Regions from separate parts of the Zea mays genome. Here regions 2 and 3 are each linked to region 1. A link is a contact called in public Hi-C data. All regions are on one chromosome and are shown on one strand. The core of a region is the stretch at or near the end of the contact, and the rest is flanking DNA. Distances in the headings are between cores, read along the strand shown. Region 1 holds the start of LOC100191820. Region 2 has its middle 77 kb from the start of LOC109942316. Region 3 has its middle 130 kb from the start of LOC109942316.

Region 1 (3,993 bases), core at 1,042-3,541:
CTTTCCCTCACTTACTCTTGTAGTTTTCATTGAGATCAATATGGTAAGGGTGAGAGACTCCAACTTGTGGAGATTCCTCGCAAAGGGAAAACATCTGTTAAGTAAGAAAGTCGTGGTATTCAAGTGGATCATTGGATCGCTTGAAAGGGGTTGAGTGCAACCCTCGTCTATTGGGACGTCACAACGTGGAAGTAGGCAAGTGTTCTACTTGGCCGAACCACGGGATAAAAATCGCTGTGTCACTTGTTGCTATTCTTGTACGATCTTCTACTCACTTGATAATTGCTCTAAGTTTAATACTCACTTTGTGAAGAACAATTAAGTGAAGGAGTCACCTCTCTCTCTCTCTTTTCATAACACCTTGGTTTGATTTTACTAACATTTCATAAACCAAGTTTGTGGCATTTAAAGTTGATTTTTACAGGATCACCTATTCAACCCCCTCTAGGTGCTCTAAAAAATGAATAGAAAATAGAACCCGCTCCTAATCCATTCGATCCTTATTTTTTTGGTTCATATATTTGTAACGTGACAGATAACTGATAGAGAAATCATGTTTGTTTAAGTCTAACCATAACTATATAGTACACTAGAAACTAATACTAATCTATTTAAATTTGTTACCACTGTTATTTAAGTGCGAATTATTACAGTTGTTACTTATGAAACCAAATAGTAACTTAGAGCAACTTCAGTAGTTCTCTAACGGCATGATTGGTTGCCTAAGCGACGAACGCATGGCTCGACGAAGCCTGGCCTGCTGCAAACTCAGTTTCTCTGCTTCTCCACGCATGCAACAAAAAAGACTTGATTTGGCCTTCTCTGCCCGCACATGCAAGTGTGGCCATGCACATACAGGCATCCATTCAGAAATTGGGGTCAGTCAAGGCACGGACAGATGCCGATCGCCTAGAAGCACACAATCAATCATGAGGTAAAATACTCCCTAAATTAGGGGTGGAAATTTGGCTCGGGCTCGACGAGCCGGCTCGGGCTCGGTGAGGCTCGGCTCGGCTCGAGCCGGCTCGCGAGCCAAAACGAGCCCGAGCCGAGCCTGATTTTGTAGCTCGCCAGAACTGCGAGCCGAGCCGAGCCGGCTCGGTCCAGCTCGCGAGCCGGCTCGCGAGCCGAGCTAACAACGTCAAGTATACTATTATACCATATTATTGTTATGTTTTGAACTATTTTATTGAATTTCTTGAACTTGATACGTGATACACTTATATTGTAGTCTAAAAATATATTATACATATTTTTTATATCTTATATATAATAAAAAATATATAATTTATACTCTAAACGTGATTTAGTGTGAGGCTCGCGAGCTGGCTCGAGCCGGCTCGCGAGCCGTTACCGAGCCGAGCCGAGCCTCTAGGTCGGGCTCGCAAAATGACCGAGCCGAGCCTGGCTCGGCTCGCAGCTGCACCGAGCCACGTCGAGCCGAGCCGAGCCGAGCTCGGCTCGGCTCGTTTCCAGCCCTACCCTAAATCAATAATTTAGATAGTTAACCTAAAAACTCATCTTCAACAGCTCACTAAATGAACTTCCTAAATTTAGTCACTTTCATCTAACCTTATTTCTTACCTACATTTAGCAACTACTTACCAACTCCTAAAACATAAAATCTGGCACACTTCTTTTATTTGGACGTCTTTTCTATATTCTGAGCCCATGCGTCGGCTGTCGGTGATGCACAATTGCAGCATCTAGTAAGTTAGAGATTAAACAATTAATAATGTAACAGTTGCGCATGCACAGGTCGAGAATAAACAATCGTGGCAACAAATCAAAAGGACAACACAACTCACCATATTGAATCAGTTTGCTGACGAGGTCACAATTTTGAGATCGAGTTGCAGAAGGGAGATGAAAACAAAAGGAAAAATGGCTAATTCTATTCAAATTGGTGATATGACAAGTTTTAACATATTAGGAAGTAGTATATAGAGAACTGTTGGAGGAGATAAGTTTTTCTGTTTTCTATATTATTTAAAGATTTGCTAAATCTCACATTTAGATAGTAAAAATATACATAACTATTGGAGCTGCTCTTATATTTTAAAATTTAGAGCACGTTCAGTTCGTCGAGCCCGTGCCAACGTGCCGCTCATCCTGCCGTCATGTCCTGTTAGCTTTGATTCTTTCCTAAAAAATATTTCGTATCAAGAAAATTATTTTGTAACTTAGAAAAATATTTAGGAGAAAAAAGAGGGAGTAAGAGGGTGCGGGCTTTGGTCCGGGCTCCTATTTATAGCCAACTGCCCCGAAAGCGATCTCGCCTCGGCTCATCTCATTTTTCTATTTCGGCCCCTCTACTGTTCCAATAATAATAAAAAGATTCTCGATTCGATTTACTCGCCAATTTTCAGTGAGCGGCGGCGATCGGCTTCGGATCGGCGCAGCGCGGCGGAGCGGAGATGGTTGCCGTGGCGGTGGATGGCCTGATCCGCGGTGCGGACGCCGTGCCGGCGGCGGAGAGGGAAGCGGTGAGGGCGGCAGCTGCGGAGGCGGCGGCCAAGGGCGGTGAGGGGGAATCGGGGAAGGAGGAGGTGAGGGAGTATGAGAGCGACATGAGGAAGCTGGAGGAGCTGCTTTCTAAGCTGAACCCCTCGGCGGAGGAGTTCGTGCCGCAGTCCCGCCGCCGCGTGGACGGCGGCGCTCCCCGCCTTTCGGCCGACGCGCCCGTGTTCGTGTCGCCGGCGATCGACTACTACGCGCGCCACCACCAGCTCCCGCCGCCGCCGCTTCTGCAGCAGCAGCAGCCGATGCACGTGCTGCAGTTTGTGGGTGGCGTCGGCGGGGTTGGCATGGGTGGCGGCGGGGGGATGGACTCCAGCAGCGACGGATCCGCCAATGGTCAGCCGAATCGACGGGTAATCGTTGAATTGCCGAGTCCGATTCGGTGTGGATAGTCTCCGGGTAGGGGTTTGCAGTGGGCTGTTTCTGGGTCAATCAATCGGTGGCCTTTGGACTTTTTCATGATGTTGATGGCTTTGGATTTTTGGACACTCCCGCGCCATCGCTTGCGGGAGATGATCTTTTGTGAGGGTTTTAGGTCTAGATTGGCTCATGGCTGCAATATAAAATTCAATCCATGTGCCAGGATCAGTTGATATTGACACTATGATACAGGGGACGTTTAAAAGATTCTCATCAGTTGCTTACTCCCTGATCCGTACCCTGCAAATGAATTTTGTCATTGGATTTTCGTTTTGGTTGCTTTCTCCGTCTATGTTCTCCCAACGTATTGTTTGCCAGTGCTATGAGTTGGGTAGTACAATTGGAGTATTTTCTTGTCATTGGATTTTCGTTTTGGTCTCTTGCTCCGTTATGTTCTCCCAACGCACTATTCGCTAGTGCTATGAGTTGGGTAGTACAATTGGAGTACTTTCATGAGAATAATGGGCTGCATTTGGTCTGTGATTACAGAGAAGGAACGGTTTCATCCAGGGGAGGAGAAGGATGATGGGTGCCCGGCCTCGTCGAGCTGACAGGGAGGATAGTGTGCGGCGGACAGTCTATGTCTCTGACGTTGATCAGCATGTAAATTCTTGAGAATGAGCTCTTTCATGTTTAGATATAGTTAGTTTTATATTTTTCTTGATCTATTAACCCATTTGATTTCCAGGTAACTGAACAGAAACTTGCTGAAGTTTTTTCAACCTGTGGACAGGTGTGTTCTTAGGTTTCTGATATTCAATCTACTCGAGGTCATATGATTATTATTTGTCTATATGCTGATCACAACAAATAACGAAATATGAACATCCAGGTTGATTGCAGTGGATGTTTGTATTTTATAGTAACTGGCATTGCTCTAGGATGTATGAATTTGTTAACAAGTTGGTTATGGCTGTAGTTTCGTTGTTCCTGAGCAATAAAATCCAGGTTTCCCTCAGTCTGGGGGAAAACTGATCACAACATTTGTCTCTTCTGGCTTAAAGATTGTAGGGGCGCATTTATTATCTCCAAGTCGTAAATTTTAATTTATAT
Region 2 (3,993 bases), core at 629-3,128, 220 kb before region 1:
GCTACATACCTACATTGCATATTTAATATTTGTTATGGTTTTGTGAACTTTGTTTCTAGCATATGATTTTAGTGTTGAGCAACGAAATTTTACATGTCTGTGGAATGGATGATGAATTGCTTTATAATGATGCTTGTTGCTATCTTATTATAATAAGGGTTTGTAAATCTGTAAGTTAATACATATTTGGTTATTTAATATTTAATATTAAAAGTTAGAAGCTAGGACGATGATATGATAATAATATTATAAATGTTTTGGGTTTGTAGTGTTAAACACTTAAAATATGATTTTCGGTTATATATATATATACATATATATATATACATAGATTTTTGTATTTAGTTGTGTGGCTCACGAGGCTAACGAGCTAGCTCGAGCATCCTAACGAGCCAGATATTTAGCTCGTTAGTATAACGAGCTTGTAAACCCTAAAAATATTGAGTTAAGAGATCAGGTATTCCTTCTATGTCTTTTATATGAAGTAATACTAAGAAATCATGTAAACATAAGATAAAATAGAAATATCATCAATCCAGTAGGATAAGCTATCCTCCTCACGAAATTTAAAGAATGCTCTTAAATAAAAAATATATATTCAAGATGAAGAGACTCTTCGTAAAAGAGAATACATTTTTTTTCTAAACAAGTAAGGTAATGGATATTTTTGTTAAACTTGGAATTTGATCACATACTCAAAAGTAATATTTTCCCTGAAATGAAATAAAAGGTGAGCATGTCATATTTTTGGCTTTTGCCTAAACAAAGAAATAAAATAATTAATATAAATATATAAAATATATATTTTGCCTTATGGCAATATTTTGGATTGTTGCCTTTGAACATAAATTTGAAATTTGGATTTTAATGTGGATTTGAAAAAACTGAAAAGAAAACAAATAAAGAAAAAAGGGACATTCTCACCCGCATTGGGCCCAATCCGGCTGTTATCGGCCCACCAGACCCATCCTTCACGCGCGCTCGGATTGCGACTGCTGCCTGGACCTCTTGAGGTGACAGGTGGGGCCCCTGTCAGTGGGGCACGCCGGTACGACTCTGCGTTGCTGGTTCACACACTGGCATGTGGACCCAGGCGTTGTCGTATCAACCGCACTTCGGAAGTTCTGCGCGGACGCCGAGAAAATCGGCGGTGATCCCCCCACCAATCGCAGACCCGTAGCGGATAAAAGTTGGTCGTGTGCCCTACTGCTCGAGTGCCTTAGGGTTCGCCGCCACCAAGTAGAGCGTTGCGCACCGTTTTGATCGCCGCCGCGGACATACGGAGATTTTAGGGGCTGCCATCACCACACGCCAATTCTCTGTCATCGTGCTTACCCGCGGGGGTGCTCGGGGTTGACAGACGGGGCGAAGGGAGCTCGTGTGAAGGACGTCCGGGCCGGAGCCATCGCGGACACGCCAGTGAGCACCAAGGTGAGCTTTCCGCAGTGGAGTTACCGCGCACTGCGATAACATCGCCTCCAGCTCTTCGTCAGGTTAGAAACCCCGAATTGTGTATGATTCATTCCCAATTGCGCGCTAGCTCGACGAATTAGAATATGAGGGCGGGATTTGGCCGATTTTTGCAGCCGGCCATGTCCTCGCCGCCGCGGGCGGGGCCTCACCGTGGATGGGGTCCTGGGCACGTCTTCGGTATGGGAAGACAATCCCTGGGCCATTGATTTAGTGATTAACGGCCACGAATAGAAGAGAGAGTAGGAGGTTTGGAGCCCTTGGATTAGGCGTGTACGGCTTAGATTAAATCTGGGTAGCGTTTCGCCCGCGACCATTAGATGTCGATCGGATGGTTCGGGTGGGATCTCTGGTATTTAAAATATGGATCGTTGGATGGCGATCCGATGGCCAGGATAGGATACCGGTTCGACGTGTTTGTGGATTTAATCGGCGCCCTCGATTTTGGATCCAACGATCAGAAAACACCTATACCCCTTCGGCCGCGGCAATTTTGCTAAAGAACCCCTGCCCTTATACGAAATCAACACGCCGTCCTGCGGCATAGTTCTGTGTCTTGGGAAAATTTACACCGAGGCCCCTGCGCTTTCCAGAATTCATGCGCGCAGTACAAGAACGAGTGAAATGGGAGAATTAATTATAGAAACTAATTTTTAATAAAAAAATAATTCTAGGACTTGTTTAATTCATAGAAAATGCATACTTAGTCCAAATTAATCCATTCCAGTTCCTATAATTTTGTAATAATGTTGTTTATCACATAGTGTCTCTGTTTTGACATAAAAACCAAATTGAAATTTATCTCTTAATTAATCTCGTATCAAATACATAGAACATTCAGAAATTCATAACTCTTCTGTTTTAATTCCGAATTGATTCGTTCAAGTTGCGTTAGCCTTGTATAAATATTTACTATGCAGTAGTAACATTTATTTTATGATATCCCATACTTTTATAATTAGGTAACTAATTTGATTAACCTATATTTTCGGGATTAGCTTATTCTAATAATAATATAGAATCATGATCTTAGGGTTTATCTTTGGCCTAAAAGATGATTTATAATCAAGTAATGACTTAGATTAAAGTTGAGTTAACTAATTCTCTCATACGATGTATACTAATCAATTTATAATATAGTTTGATATTTTAATCTCATAGATCTTCTATCATAACTCTTTAATCGTAGCTCCGATCTTAGTGATTCTCGTTCCCACGATCTCGTAGCAACGTGTAGGTCATTATTATGCAGCTGGCTCTTATGTTTGGTGTGATTTTAATTTTGTCTATACCATGTTTGTTTGTATTGCTATGACTAGCAGTGAGGTCATGAGAATCTGGGGATCATCCTGGTACCTGGAATCTCAAGTCCCAGGCAAGTTGTGCCCTTGATCACTTTCAGTTACCCAATAATGTTCTTTATTATCACTTATCAATGCATAGGTTTAATTTTGATGGGACCCAATAGGTCACTCTAGTCTGATTATCTTTTACCTTGTTTACCCCTGAATCATTTGGGTAGTTTTGCTATTGCTTTATATGGTTTTGGGTTAATATTTCATTACATCCATGTCCCAATTATTCTATTATTTTATTTATGTTCATGTAAGGATCATTATTTTTAATTGGAACATGGAGCTTAACTTGAGAAACACGTGCCACCACAAGGGTGGAATGGGACGCCCTTGGCTGACTAATTAGGAAAGCTAGTGGAAGACTACCTTACTCGAAAGGGGTAAGTGCAGTAGGGGAGTAGGCATGCAGGGAGGTTCTCGGGTTGATTTTGCTGCGATGGCGGTCAGACGAGGGATTCCTGCAATTGCTCTTCCCAGAAACTGTAGCGTGTTTTCAGAAGCTAGTGGAACTTTGTAAAGGCCTCGTAGTGTTACCCTGCCTCGCTTCCTTGGTAGAGGTGTATGTGATTCATGACCCCTTGGTAGATGGGTAACATGACTTGTGGGTAAAGGGTACAACCTCTGCAGAGTGTAAAACTGGTATACTAGCCGAGCTCACGGTCAAGAGCAGCTCAGGACTCTCGCATGATTAAATTATGGAACTAAATTCAATTTGTTATTTGCATTTGCATGAGATTATTTATTAATTTTGTTATTTTATTCTTATGGTTTGGTATTTACTTACATTTAGTCACTGCTAATAAAATTTGACCAACTTATTAAAAGCAATGCTCAGCTATAAACCCTATTGCTGATCAGCCTTACACATCACATGAACTCCCACCTTTGGTGAGTTCATGCACATTATTCCCCACAACTTGTTGAGCGATGAACATGTGTCAGCTCACCCTTGTTGTCTCACATTTCCCACAGGAGAAGAACATGTGGTTCAAGAGGAGCCACACAACTAGGAGTTCGATTTGATCTAGGTGGCGTCTCCCAGTTGACTTTATGGCGCCAAGGATGGACTTTAGTTTGTTTTATATGTATCTTTTATTTTGTAAGACTTCCGCTATGTAATAAGTACTCTGATTATATTGTGACATTTATCTCTATACACTCTGTTATT
Region 3 (3,993 bases), core at 901-3,400, 160 kb before region 1:
TTGTCGTTTGCCACCTAATGCACTCGGCAAAGGAACTGTCAAAGGGGCCACTGGTGTTCCCGTTGTCGAGAGCTAGTCCAGTTGGCATTCGAAAAAGATCAAAGATGGAGCCTTTGTCGAGTGCCCCTAATACACTCGGCAAAGGAACTGGCAAAGGGGCCCACGAGAGGCTTCCTTGCCGAGGGCCGATACAAAAGACAATTGGCAAAAATGGAGACTTTGTTGAGTATCACGGTGGCACTCGGCAAAGTCTTTGTCACCGTCACTTGGCACCATGACGGCGACTTTTCTCTGTCGACTGCCCGACAAAAAGTACTCAGCAAAGAATTCATTGCCGATGTACAGTTCGCTGAGACTTCTTTGCTGAGTGGTTTTGAGGCTTTGCCGAGTGCTTCAGGCACTCGCCAAATCAGTTGTGTCCGGTAGTGATCGCAGACCGTTCGAGCTACCTTGCGGACTGTCTGGGGTGTCCGGGCCACATGGTCGGATCGTCCGGCCTTCCCAAATGCCATATGGTGCTTAATAAATTCATGAGCTATTTCCTTCGCCTAATATTTGAGACCACCAAACAAAGTCATATTGGTGTTGGAACCCTCCCTTCATACTTTATCAGTGCCTCAATTATTCCACCTACCACAACTCTATATTGGCATTTGGCACACACCAACTGAAGGTAGAGTCGCTTATTAAGTACTTCCTCCGTTTTTTTATTTGTCATGTTTTAGTCAAAAATAAACTAATTAATAATAAATATTCGAGAATGAAGGTAGTACCATGAACGAAATATTTTTTTGTCCTGCCTTTTCTTTTATAGTAGGTCACTATACAACAGGCGATGTATATTTTGGACCGCTAGGTTACAACCTATGGTCCGTGGTACATCTCATATGCCACAGAAAATGTTGTTTGACATTTGCAATGGTAATGTTTCACTATGAAGATATTTTTGTGGCAAGAGAAATGTCCTGCTGTAAATATAGCGTTGGTTGTAGAACACCTTAGTCACCGTGAAGTATGTATATGATCCTCCTCTTTCCGTCATTTCACATGTTCAGCTACGCAAAATATTGCAAACTTCTCAATATATTTCCTCGAGTTTAAACTAATAGGACGAACCGATCACATTCAGTTAGCATGGGCTTCCATAGTATTCGTATCTTTCAAGCAACATGGTCACGTAAGAACTAACCTCCTTATCTGTTGACTTCCCATCCTTCGTTAGTTTCCCCTTTTTACAAACCCTGAAGATGAACATGCATATTTCTAATCCAAATCAAGGATGTTATGCAGATTCGCCAGTAGGATGAAATCTTCTCTTTTCTTTATTTCAAGTTCCGCAAACAAATGATTTGTGGGTAGACACTACTATGTTCATCCGTCGCTATGGCAATTTGCTATCAGATTGATACTAATATAATGTATGTACGTTACGACGACACGGCATATAAGAACAATTATTACATTTTATTTTAGCCAAAAGTCCTATAAAAGTATGAGTTAAAATGAGTTAAACTTATTTTTATAGCTCGTTCAGTCGCTCGTCCTTTTAATACTAGCGGGGTGGTACTATATGAGAGCGCTGCGCTGCGTGTGATTTCCTGTCGTGTCGGGCTTAGGTAGTTTATCACGGCTCATCTGAGGCTTGAGTGGTTTTTACGGCTTCTCTATGGGATAATTGCCCATTAACAGGAGAGAAATAGATCTACGTGATTCGCGCGTACGCAGAACTACCATAGAAACTGATGTTTTATAGTAGTAGAGAAGTGTTGCAGTATCATTATTGAAACTCATGTCATCTACTATGTGTCTGTTTGGGACAACCTTTTCTAGAGAGATTTTCTAAGAATCTAAAATTCTGGATAATATAGTTGCAATGAGAATCTGGATTCTGCACGGTTTAAAGTTTAGAAAGCGACGGATTTTTCTTGTCGCGATGACTCTACGGATTTTACGTTGATTTATGTAATTTTTATACAAATGGTTCTTACATAAACAGACTTCGGAACTAAACATTTTGCGGCAAAAGCCGATTCTAACGGAGAAAATTCAATCAGAAGCCGAAATAAACAGAGGGTGGGCCCTTGTCCCCTGCGCAAAGCTTCCACACGTGTCCGACAACGACACTACACCCGTAAGCTTTCCGTGCTGGTGTTGTTCATCAGTTCATATATATCTTCTGTGATGATGATGCTCTTGTCCGTTCTTCCCCCACTTGCGTTATGGAAACTCTGTGTGCCCGGTTGGCAAAAATCGTTAGCGCCGAAGTTCAGATCAGGCTGATATGGTTCGGTACTTTCTCATATACGTAGGATATGTTTAGAATAGTTTTTATATCTATCTGTCACGAGAATCTAGACAATATTTATATGCGAAAAAAGATAAAGGAGGTTTAGCAACTGACGGATTCATCTCATATTGACGACTCAGCTGCTACTGAATTTATATTGATTTAGACAATCTTTATAGAAGAGATTATTGCAGAAACGGATTGGGAATCTAATCGTTTCACTGTGAGAAGCCGATTCTGTTGATTAGAATCTAGATAGAAAACGAAACAAATATGACCATATTTTCTGTATCCGCAGCTCTATTAAGTCCTTCGTGCAATATCTTTTCGAATAAAGGTGCACATGTTCCAAAGAATATAAAAATATAATCAACGATGCGAGAAGAGGAGCCTCTCATCTTTTTCGCCTTTTTGTCATTGGTCCTGGATTCGCTCTGGTTTGGTCTATCGGAACAATCATGATACCCTGCTGCTGCCGGATCAGGTTGGATCTGAAGACAGAGAGAACAGCAAGGTGGGAACGTCATTTTTATAGATTGAAAGAATTTCTCTCTTGTTCAAACTCCCCTAGAGAGAATTCAGGTCATAAGCATTGACCGTGAATTCTTTAGAGGTGTTTGATTTCTCGACTAAAATTTAGTCGGTATTATATTTAATATTTATATACCAAACTTTAGTTACGTGGAACTATGTAGGCGTGCCAATCGTGCGACCATACCTAGCTCCTAAAATTTATAACAATCTACATAGATAATATAAATAAAAATATTATTTTGTATAAAATATTTACTTAAATATGTACAATATATTTAAAAGTATGATAAATATATAAAAAATAAAAAATATCTTTGATATAGATATTTGCGTATAGAGGATGTTGTTGAAGAGAAAGAAAATATAAATAATAAACTTTTTTAAAAAAGACTGTAAAATATAAATATAGAGAATCAATATTGAAGACGTTGGTGGAGACTGTCTTAGGGTGACTCTTGGGCTTGAGTCGCGTCAGTTCTCACGACAGAGATTTTGACAGGAATGACGGAATGTTGAATGCTTTTTTTTATATAACCATTGAATGCTTCAATTGACGTGATGACGAATTAGTACATGCTAGTAGTACTGTACAATGCAGGTCGTACCATATGTTTTCAGTTCCAGCTTTCTTTATAATCCATTGACCAAATATAATTACCGTTGTTATTCGCAAATAGTAGCAATATACGGTCCATTTTAGATGGCATCAGATGTTAGAGCATCTCTAACAATCACTAGTAGAAAAGAGCTTAAAACCTGCGGCACTCATAAATTATCACTGACGGTTTCAGTTACCGCGCGCTAGTAAAAAAACCAGGTGGGTCCGGCTTGGGAACCACCAGTGGAAACCTATTTTCACTGGCGGTTATCTTAACACAACCGCCAGTGGAAATAGGATATTTACACTGGCGGTTCTGTTACACCAACCGCCAGTGGAAATAGGATATTTACACTGGCGGTTGTGTTAAGATAACCGCCAGTGGAAATAGGTTTCCACTGGCGGTTTTTCAAGCCAAACCGCCAGTGAACTATGTGTTATAAATACCACTCTTCCTCCCCGACAGGAGTTGTAGCTCGCAGCCAACTTCCATTGGAGGCGATTTTGGAGGTCCAGATTTCACAAAATACAAGGGGGAGGTTTTGGTCTTCATTTTTTGGAAGAAGGTGAATAA

What was found. A called contact is a pair of places that touch in the nucleus more often than the background predicts.
Region 2: a contact with region 1 is called in a Hi-C map of leaf, with 3 times the contacts expected there. The contact joins the enhancer-like site here to the promoter of LOC100191820 in region 1. A contact is called at or near these places in 7 of 25 Hi-C or Micro-C datasets (bundle sheath, ear, endosperm and 3 more) and 1 of 3 datasets of contacts at active chromatin or transcription factors (leaf).
Region 3: a contact with region 1 is called in a Hi-C map of leaf, with 5 times the contacts expected there. The contact joins the enhancer-like site here to the promoter of LOC100191820 in region 1. A contact is called at or near these places in 2 of 25 Hi-C or Micro-C datasets (both in leaf).

The regions. Positions count from the first base shown.
Region 1 is chr9:70,818,733-70,822,725 of Zm-B73-REFERENCE-NAM-5.0, forward strand. It overlaps LOC100191820, which reads left to right and starts at 2,292. Exons shown (of 10, transcript NM_001137244.1): 1 at 2,292-2,873; 2 at 3,430-3,543; 3 at 3,629-3,673. The coding sequence starts at 2,418.
Region 2 is chr9:70,603,958-70,607,950 of Zm-B73-REFERENCE-NAM-5.0, forward strand. No RefSeq gene overlaps it. Among protein-coding and RNA genes, the nearest start is that of LOC109942316, 77 kb to the left of the region's middle. Within about 2 kb of position 1,879, at least 18 of the 20 cell types and tissues checked have an H3K27ac peak or open chromatin away from gene starts, as enhancers often do. A contact at or near this core is called in bundle sheath, ear, endosperm and 3 more, where this site is marked.
Region 3 is chr9:70,657,606-70,661,598 of Zm-B73-REFERENCE-NAM-5.0, forward strand. No RefSeq gene overlaps it. Among protein-coding and RNA genes, the nearest start is that of LOC109942316, 130 kb to the left of the region's middle. Within about 2 kb of position 2,151, at least 11 of the 20 cell types and tissues checked have an H3K27ac peak or open chromatin away from gene starts, as enhancers often do. A contact at or near this core is called in leaf, where this site is marked.